Linked DNA regions of Mus musculus: regions 1 and 2 are each linked to region 3. A link is a contact called in public Hi-C and HiCAR-type data. All regions are on one chromosome and are shown on one strand. The core of a region is the stretch at or near the end of the contact, and the rest is flanking DNA. Distances in the headings are between cores, read along the strand shown. Region 1 overlaps Limch1 (LIM and calponin homology domains 1). Region 2 overlaps Limch1 (LIM and calponin homology domains 1). Region 3 overlaps Limch1 (LIM and calponin homology domains 1).

Evidence for each region. A called contact is a pair of places that touch in the nucleus more often than the background predicts. HiCAR-type assays count read pairs that join an accessible place to other places.
Region 1: a Hi-C map of myocytes shows a contact between it and region 3, with 1.9 times the contacts expected there. The contact joins two enhancer-like sites. A contact is called at or near these places in 5 of 484 Hi-C or Micro-C datasets (bone marrow-derived macrophages, embryonic stem cells, myocytes and 1 more) and 1 of 115 datasets of contacts at active chromatin or transcription factors (fibro-adipogenic progenitors).
Region 2: a contact with region 3 is called in a HiCAR-type map of astrocytes, with 8 times the contacts expected there. The contact joins two enhancer-like sites. A contact is called at or near these places in 1 of 15 datasets of contacts at CTCF or cohesin (large pre-B cells), 1 of 484 Hi-C or Micro-C datasets (stem cell-derived neural stem cells), 3 of 115 datasets of contacts at active chromatin or transcription factors (astrocytes, extraembryonic endoderm stem cells and neural progenitor cells) and 1 of 9 other capture datasets (embryonic stem cells).

Annotation. Positions count from the first base shown.
Region 1 is chr5:66,759,342-66,762,321 of GRCm38.p6, reverse strand. All of the region lies in intron 1 of Limch1 (LIM and calponin homology domains 1), which reads right to left. Among named protein-coding and RNA genes, the nearest start is that of Limch1, 15 kb to the right of the region's middle. Within about 2 kb of position 1,366, at least 17 of the 459 cell types and tissues checked have an H3K27ac peak or open chromatin away from gene starts, as enhancers often do. A contact at or near this core is called in myocytes, where this site is marked.
Region 2 is chr5:66,864,843-66,867,905 of GRCm38.p6, reverse strand. The region is part of intron 2 of Limch1 (LIM and calponin homology domains 1); the gene reads right to left. Among named protein-coding and RNA genes, the nearest start is that of Gm52776, 28 kb to the left of the region's middle. Within about 2 kb of position 1,620, at least 41 of the 459 cell types and tissues checked have an H3K27ac peak or open chromatin away from gene starts, as enhancers often do. A contact at or near this core is called in astrocytes and neural progenitor cells, where this site is marked.
Region 3 is chr5:67,009,796-67,012,775 of GRCm38.p6, reverse strand. All of the region lies in intron 13 of Limch1 (LIM and calponin homology domains 1), which reads right to left. Among named protein-coding and RNA genes, the nearest start is that of Gm33040, 12 kb to the right of the region's middle. Within about 2 kb of position 1,650, at least 49 of the 459 cell types and tissues checked have an H3K27ac peak or open chromatin away from gene starts, as enhancers often do. A contact at or near this core is called in astrocytes, myocytes and neural progenitor cells, where this site is marked.

The DNA of each region.
Region 1 (2,980 bases), core at 117-2,616, 250 kb after region 3:
CTCTACCACTAGGAGCAGAATGTCCTTGCCTGCCCCACCGACTGGGGCTTGGCCACACCACTTGCTTTGGCAGTGGAATATAAGTAGCTGGGATACAAGGGAAGACTTTAACCACATTCAGTGCATGTGTCTGGCTGGGCTCTGCTGCACCTGTCATCTGTTTGCCTAATGAGAACATAGCTCCCAAGTTGCCTCTGTCCAAAGAGAATAGACTCATGAAACCAACTTGAAGCCAGCCCATAGCTGGAACCAAATGAGGCCAACCTAGTGCTTGGACAAAGCCAACACTGCTGACGCAGCACATAATCATTATCTAATTCCATCACATCTCTGCAACTAAAAGGAAATGCATAGCAACCAGGCATCCTCTGATAATTTTTATAAATAACAATTGGAGTGAATTACTTGAAAACCACTTATTCCAAATTAGCATACTCACACAAACAACACATAGAAGCTTTTACCAGAAGTATTATATCCCTAGAATATTTTATTTTGTCTTTCAAAATAAGTAATATCTACATTTCCCATAAATTTTGAAATATAAATATGCCATACACCTTTTAATCACTGTTGCAAAGCAAAGGCTATTTGGAGATTCAATTTTCAATCTACAGATCACAGAGACACGAGTACATCAAATCCACCAGCCACTGGGCAGGAATCTCAGATGCTTCAAAGTTATCAAAACTTTGATTTTCAGCATTTCAATGACAGGCACATCAAACTGAGCAAATAGACACTTTAAAAATATAAATGTCAAAATGTCAGAGTGTGGGGGTCTAAAATATTACAGTTTGTGGATAACCTGACAGCATACCTAAATACTGTCACTCAGGGTTTGTTTGCTTTTTAAAGATCGCTAAAGTAACTATTTTAAAAGCCATAATGAAAAGCTCACTTCACTCTATTAACAACCAAAAGAGAAACGCTATGGAGAAAACAGACTTAATGTCAGGAGGATAAATAAGAAACTCAGATAGCATTGGAAATGTAATTGAGGAAAATACATAATAAAAAATATTAAAAATTTTAAAAAAAAGAAACTCAGGAAGGGGAACTATTCACCTTTCACGACTCTACCCCAGCCCATGCTTGATCACTCAAACGTGATGGATAAAGCTATTCTGTAATTCTAAGAAACCTAGAAAATCATAATTTCTAATCATCACCGCTATTTTCCCGCAAATCAAAAGAGAATTCTAATCAAGGGCCAAATACCCAGGGAGTGTCAGCAGATTCCGACTCCAGCTAAGCTGCAAGTCCAGTTTTATTTTTACCCTTCTCTTTCCCGGACTCTCTCTGCGTCGGGCCCCAGCTGCGCTCTGCCAATCTGGGTCACTCAACGCAGAGGATCAGTGGGCGACAGCCGCTGTGTCCACTTTTAGCAGGTTGCATGCCTGGGAAGTACTTGGGCAGAGCTGGCATGCTCTGGATCCCAGGGTCCAGTGAGGAGTGACTGAACACTTCTGCTCTTCCTAGGTTTCTGGGGAACGTGAGTTAGACAGGAGAAACAGACACCAGCCATTGGAATTGGCTCTAAAAAAACAGCCATCTTATAATTCAGCATGAAGTATATCCTCATAAATACTAAGAGGAAAAGAGGAAATTATTTGTCTTCTTAATCAACACTTTAAAAATCAATGTGCTACATTGTATCTACTTTTTATAACTAGTGAAACCAATGTGGTGTATTTGGGTTGGGGGATTGCAAACCCAACATTGATGCTGCCTCCAAAACAGACATTACTTTTTAAGTCTCACAAAACAGAAATAACGCCAGGCTTTGAGGCACACACCTGTAATCTCAGGACTTGGATTACTTGGGCTGATGTAGGAACACTGCAGGTTCCAGGCTGGCTTGAACTGCATAGTGGGACCCTGTCCAGAAAGGAATAAGACAATGTACTGATGGCTTTTTAAAAATCACCCTAGGATCATAACCCTATGCTCTCTTTAAGGAAGTAGTCACAGGTTTTTGTGTTGTATTTTCTTCCTTTCTTACCACCCACGAGATATGTTCCTATATATTATAGCATTATTATTGTGTGTGTGTGTGTGTGTGTGTGTGCGTGTCTGTATGCATATGTTGTGTGTGTACCTGCACACGACGATGCATAGGCACATAAGTGTGCATATGTGTGGAACCCAGAGGATAACTTCTGATGTCATCCAACTTGTTTCTTGAGGTCAGGTCTCTGAACACCATGGAGCTTGCCTTAAATAAGTGGGGCTAGTTGGGAACTGCAGAGATCCTTCTGTCTCCACCTCTTTGGCCTTGGGATTACAAACACCTCAGAGCCTGGCTTTTTTCTTAGGTCCAGGAAGTCAAACTCAGGTCCCCATCTTGCACAGTGAGCACTTTACTGACTGTGCTGTCTCAGAGCCCACGGTTGCATTTGCCTCAAAATGCTCATGATATGTCTTCTTGGCCTCTTCCTCGGCCACTCCTTGCATTCTTCCACCACAAGGTCCCAGATTTTCCTTTAAGGGACTCTCTGCTTCTTTGTTGCATAGCAGCCAAGCCCTTTGAGAGGGATAGGCCAGGCTAGAGTCTGATTGACCCGGGCTCATCAACTCCCCTTCCCTGGACATCATGAATAAGGGCTATGACCCCTTTCTCTACCTGAGGCATGTAAGGAGAATGTGAAGACAGAACTCACTAGACCTCTTGGGCTGGAGCAGGGTAGGCAAATGCCATTATAGAAAGCTAGAACACGAAGCCACTAAAGCACAGCCCTGTGGAACAGCTGGGAGAATCCAGGTCCTCTCCAGTGTGGCTGATACAGCTGAGTCAGCCTAGCCTGCGTCAACCACTCTCCTGCCTGACAAGCTAGGAGGCTTGCTATTTCTCTAAAGCCAATTCCTGTGGAACTTTTCTTGTGCAACCATAAAAATGCCAACAGGCTCAGACTCTCTCTCTCTCTCTCACACACACACACACAAGTTCAAGGGAAATCTTACTAAATATGCATAGGAT
Region 2 (3,063 bases), core at 371-2,870, 140 kb after region 3:
AGGGCTGACTAGCGATCACTGTCATTACTTTGAGGAATATCTAATCTAAAAATATAATTATCCTGAGTACTGTCATGTGCGAGACTAATTTCTAAATCTAGGCACAGCCAAAATACCTTTCAAACCCAAAACATGGGAGAGAACACTTGAAATGAGCACTTCCATTTATACTGTAGGTGGACTCAGCCATGTACACACAAAACACTGAATACAGGATGTAGCAATCAGGTAGTTAGTGGACAGAAGGGTGCCCAGTGTGGTTGTGTGTTTAGGACTTAGAGAGATGAAACTGGCCAGAAAGGAGAGCACTCCAGAGGCTGGAAGGAAGTGAAGCAAGTGTGGACAGGAAGACATAGAGCCAACAGCAGGGACCACAGCTCATATTCTGGGGCCAGTGCACAGGGACAGCACTGGCACACTCTGTGGAAACCTAGCAATCAGACATTCAGGGACACCTGTCAGTGGAAACGCAACCATATCCTGAAGGAGGGATGAGGACGGAAGAATTCAAGTTTCCCTTCCCGCCTGGGATGAGGTAAGCAGGCTCTTTCCACCATAAAGTTAGCCTTCCAGAGCAATCTACAGGAGCTCAAGGAAAAGTGGGCACCAGGGCTAACCACACCCACCGGCCTCAATTTTTTTCCATCTCCTTTGCTCTTTGTTTGCTCTAGTAAAAAGAAGGAAGTCTACTTTTACAGTTCACCTTAAAAAGAAATAATTCATAAGGCAGACCCTGGGTAGGCTATTTAAGAAAGGACCCTCTCCTGTGGGTAACCAAAGAAAACACTGAGAGGAAAAAATGGTGGAGACAGGACATTTCCACACTTCGTCGTGGGAAACCAGCCCACCCAGCTTGACAGCCCATGAGAGGCCATCAAAAGATCAAATTATTACAGAACTTCAATTTGGGAGCTACTAAAGCCCCCTAAATGGCAGCAAAGCCTAAGTGAGCATGGGGCTCCCCCAGGAGGCAAAGCAGCAGACCAGCCTCCTGCCACACCGCAGTTTCCTGCCTGATTCTAAGTCAATCCATGTATATGAAATCTCTCCAGAAGTCAAGAGATTAAGCTTTTTTAAGTCAATAGAAGACTTGCATCTATCAAGACATGGGATTTGCAAGGTGGGAAAAACCACGCCATACTGGAAATAGTTATTGAATGATAATTATCCTAAAATAAATGTCAAACACAGTTGTGAGCAGCATCAAGAGCAGCTCCAAGACCCAAGATCTGTGTTATCTCAAGGTCTCAACAAGGACAAGAGCAGATGGGACAAGGAGCCCATGGCTTTACAAGGAGAAAAATGTTACAAAGATGGATGAGGGCAAGCACGTTTCAAAGGCAAGATGCTGGCAGGCTCCAAAGAGTTCCCCAAGAAGACTTTGTAATCGATGCTGAGAGAACGGCTTGAAAGGATCGACTGTGCCAAGAGGCTATTGATTTCTGGAGAACCAGGGGTCCATTCTACTCATTGCGAGAGTCCTGTGCACTGGCCTGGCATGGTTTCCGTGTGTGGGATTTTTTTTTTCTGCACAGAAGGCCACTGGGATACTCGGTCTTTGCTTTAGTCCCCACCTAAGCGAGGCCAATCTTCAAACAAAAAGCAGTTTTTCACTAGCGACCTTAGGGGGGAGGGGCGAGAGCAGCTCAAACTGTCCTCACTTGAACTCGAAGGCTTAATGAGTCTTGATGCCCAAAAGCTGGAGACAGGCCAAGTCAGTGGGGCCAACTGTGATTTGGCAGTGAAGCAAGAAGGAAACCTACACAGAAGGCCTATCAAGTTCTTACCAGCCTGCTAAGAGCAGCGCGAGTAACAGTGGAGGGGACCAAGTGTGCTAAGATTTGACTGAGAATCTGGGTTGGTGAAAAAGCTTCAGACAAAGTCTAAAGATACAGTGAGCACCACCATCATCCGTCCACGTGGCCAGCTGGACAGAGGAGATGGGAAGTCCAGGCTGTTTACCTGCTCAGGTCATTGTGTATACTTAGTTAGAGTTAGGTCTAGAGCTCAAACAAAGCAATGCTATTCCCAAAGCAACAGTATGAAACCAGTGGCCAACGGCTAGGATGAGCATGCATCCCAGTTCTCAGGGGGCAGTCCCAAATGCCACTTGTGTCGGTGTCTCATCTACTACCCATCCACTGTGAGTGCCATCTTGGTTTATAACTGTAGGGTCAGTCCATTCACAAACCATCAGGTCACAGTAACCCCGCTTCCTTCTCAGGGGCTCGGGAAAGCCTTGCATGTGTTGTTCGTATTACTTAAGCTCTTTCACAGTAGCCCACTGAGAAGATGAAACACAAGAGGCAAACCTAACCCGGCCAGGTGGGAACGTGATTATTTGATGTCACTCATTAGCAAAGGCCTCTGTCATCTATCTCCTCTGCTACTGGGGCATGGCTACCTCAGCCTGATTTGCACAGGTTCTTGGGAACACAGGAGGCTGCTTTAGCTTCCTAAGAGTCTCCTTAGCAACCTAGGTTTCCATGGCATCACACATTCCTGGTTTCCTCTCAGCTCTCTGATAGCTCTTTTGTCCGCATCTCTCTCCTCTCCCGGGAACAAGGGAGAAACTCCCCCAAACTGAGATGTGTTCTGCTCCTCTCTCTGGGTGTGGCTTCCTCTCAGACCCTGCCAAGTCTCAAAGCTTACCCACGATATCTAATCAAGGCTCTCCTGTCACCCTCCTAAGCTCCCAGTCCTCAATCCCTAAAGGCCCACAGTTCTCCCCCTTGGGTGGTGTATCTATATTTCAAGCTTGACCTGCCCAAACTGAAATTATAACCCTTCTCCACAGAGGACCCTGAGAGTATAGCCGTGTGGTCTGTCATTCACAACAGAGATATCTTGGCTTTAAAAAAAAAAAAAAGATCTTTGTATTCATCAATACACTCTATCCTGATGACTTCATCAATAGTCTCACTTCTGCTCTGGAGGTCAAACTTCCAAATCTTTGTGTGGCTCCCGGGGTCCTGCAGAGCTCAGTCTCCCTACCTCGCTGCACCCACTCTGATTCCATGCCTTGCCCCCCATGTTTGAGCCCAACATGTCCATCCACAGTTC
Region 3 (2,980 bases), core at 401-2,900:
GTTATGCATGGCTAACAGGTATCTACCTTTGAGACTTCTCAGATTGCTAAGTTATTTTCTATACAGTTAGTTCACCCTGAAATGATGGTTAAGACCTTACATCCTGGTATTCTGCATGGCTCAGTAATGGCCGTACTACGGTTACCAGGATTAATATTTAGTCATTTAGCAGGCATCATTGCTGCTGAGGCCCTTGACACGGATGGTAGCATTTAACCATCAGGGTGATCTTAGACAGTATCAGCCTGGTTCCTTCACAAAGGCTGAAGGTAAGTGGCTCGCAAGGGTCCCAGTGCCAGGAGGCCAGAGAGGTGGAAACTCTAAACTGGTTCAATCCTCAACCCAGGCCATCAGTGGCCTGAGAGCCATATTTACCATTGGTGATCTCTCAGGATTTAAGAGTTTCTGACCCAGAAGAAGAAACTAAGTACTGAGACTTTCAAGTTCACTGCAGAAACAATCCAAGCTGCCATTTCTCTTCCCTTTCTGCCCCGGACCAACTGTTCATTATTCTGCAGAAGGTTAGAACTTCCTGGAATCCTTCAGGGCAGGAGGCAGTTCAGTCAGCCCCAGAGCAGCCAAGACCGTGCTGTCCCCAGCCAGGCAGCCAGCCATTCAGAGTGCCATTCAGGGTGGAAAACAAATGTCGTTCTAAAATAAATGCATCATCTATGCAATCCATGCTCAAACGCTTAGTTTAAATGCATACTATTCACCCAAATCAAGCCACCACTAGCTAAATGTTCAGAGAGAGAGAGAGAGAGAGAGAGAGAGAGAGAGTGTCAAGAAGGCTGAAACTCAACTTAAAACTCTTTATATGCACCAAGAGAAAGAAGGGGCTATTTTTAAAAAATGAATTTAAAAGTGGTAATGTACCAGGCACCTTCTATTTTTCTATAAAGTTTTCTGAGCTCTGTAGCACACAAAGGCTATCTGTAATCAAGGGAAATTCCCAAAGCTGGTTTAATGAACCCAAGTCTGGCTTCTCCATCCTGAATGCTTGTTATTTCTGTATTAATGGCATTACATCCAAGGAAATGAGTTCAAAGTTGGCAGTCTTAACCAGCCCAGATAGAATCAGAGGTTTGCTCCTAAAACACACCCTTGCTGGCGAATGTGCTTTCTGACTCGTGCGTTCTGTCCCTTTGGTTACAGCTCGGAAGATAGGTCTTCCATCCTTCCACTGGAAACAGTTTTTCAAGGATGAAAACAAACAAAAACAGAGTCCTGGAAGGGAATGAATGAGCACACGGAAGGGTGTGCGTGAGGCTAAGCCAGGAGTTGGCGTCCCCTTCACCAAGAACTCCATCCAAACTAGCCTTACTGCCTGACTCAGCTCCAAGACCAGAGGCAGGAGGAGGCAGATTCCTGGCTTCAGAATCACACCGTTTAGCCACAAAAATCTACCTAGCTACTGGCTGCTCCCCAGCCTTGTCAGATTGGCAGAGAGCAATCACAGGATGGATGGTAGCTGAAGCAATCACAGGGATGGACGACAGCCGTTAAGGCAGAAGGGTGAGAGCCGGCCCAATACCTAAGCTACAGCTCATCGTTTGACCTCCATCGTTTAAATGGCGATGTCCAAGGACCTTCCTGGGACTATTCTGGGATGGTGAGAGATTTTCTGGCTCCAGGCCTTGACTAACTGGACGCAAGCCTGGAAAACCAGTGTATTTGTGTCCTGGCACTATGACCCAGTGCCACATTGCTATGCGTGTGATTCTCCTTTTGCCTTAAGAATCTGTCCCCACTAGAAGGAGAAGCAGCAAGCCAGCAGATCCATTCCTCTACGCTTTAATTACCTTCCCCGCCACACACACATTTGGACCATGCTAGCTACTGGATGCTTTTCAAGCCACTAAAGATGGGCTGTGTTCAATTTATCTCCTCTGGCACATATCATCTTGAAATTGCTAAACAATTTTTATATACAGATATACGTTAGTATTTAATAGATTTTCATTTCAAGAACATTAATCTACCAACCTTAAGATGACTTCTGGTTGGGGAAAAACACTTTCCTGTCGACATTTGACAGGAATCTGCAGTTGGTGTCAACTGCGAGGCAAACAGCGCCTACCCGGATGCCTTTGTCCTGCCCTCACTGAGAAGCAGAAGGAGCAAGAAAGATCTGATTGTTCCCCTGGGTCAGAAAACAGAAGGAAACTGCTGATTTTTTTTTTTTTTTGAGGAGGGCCACAAGCTTGTTGAAGACAAGGGACAAACAGCCCCACCTCATCACTCAGTCTGAGAAAAGCTCACAGAGTGCTTGAGGTACCCAAGAGCCGGGCTTGGCTCATCACACAAGAACTGCCATCGACCACTGGGGGCTCCGACATTGGGGATGAGTGACTGTGTGAGAGAAGTTTGGTCAGTCTTCATGAAATGGAGTGACCGGGGGTCTCTGTGCCTGGAGAGTGGAATCTTGGAAGCCCAGGTGGTAGAAGAGAGCCAAGACTGGAGAACACAACAGATACAGAAAGAGCCAGGGGAAGAAATAAGCGATAGAGTCTCCTAGAAAGAGCTGTTGACAGCTGCCTGACTTTTAGGGAATGAACTGGACTGACGGACACCAGCAGCTGGGAGAAGACAAAAAAATCCATCTCATACATATAAAATTCACATCTGCTCAAAATGGTAATTTCGATAATCTTATGTAAATTCCCCAAATCTTTATATTTCTCCCTATTTTGTATTTCTAGGGGGAAAATGTACTATTTTACCTTGTACTTGATTATGGTAATACAAAAAATAAGGGCTCCTGTGGGCTACAAGTCACCTGGACACCAAGCTAAGTGCTTGGCAGATGTGCAATCTCACAGTAACTATCTGGCATGTATTAGTCTAGGTAATAGTGCTCCAGTACTTACTTCTATACACAAACTGAAGTCAGACACTTACTTAACCATGTTCAGGCCGTGTTTGGCCTACTGCATGGAGTTCTTGAGGTAATTTGGGAGAGGGTCATTTTCAGACCACC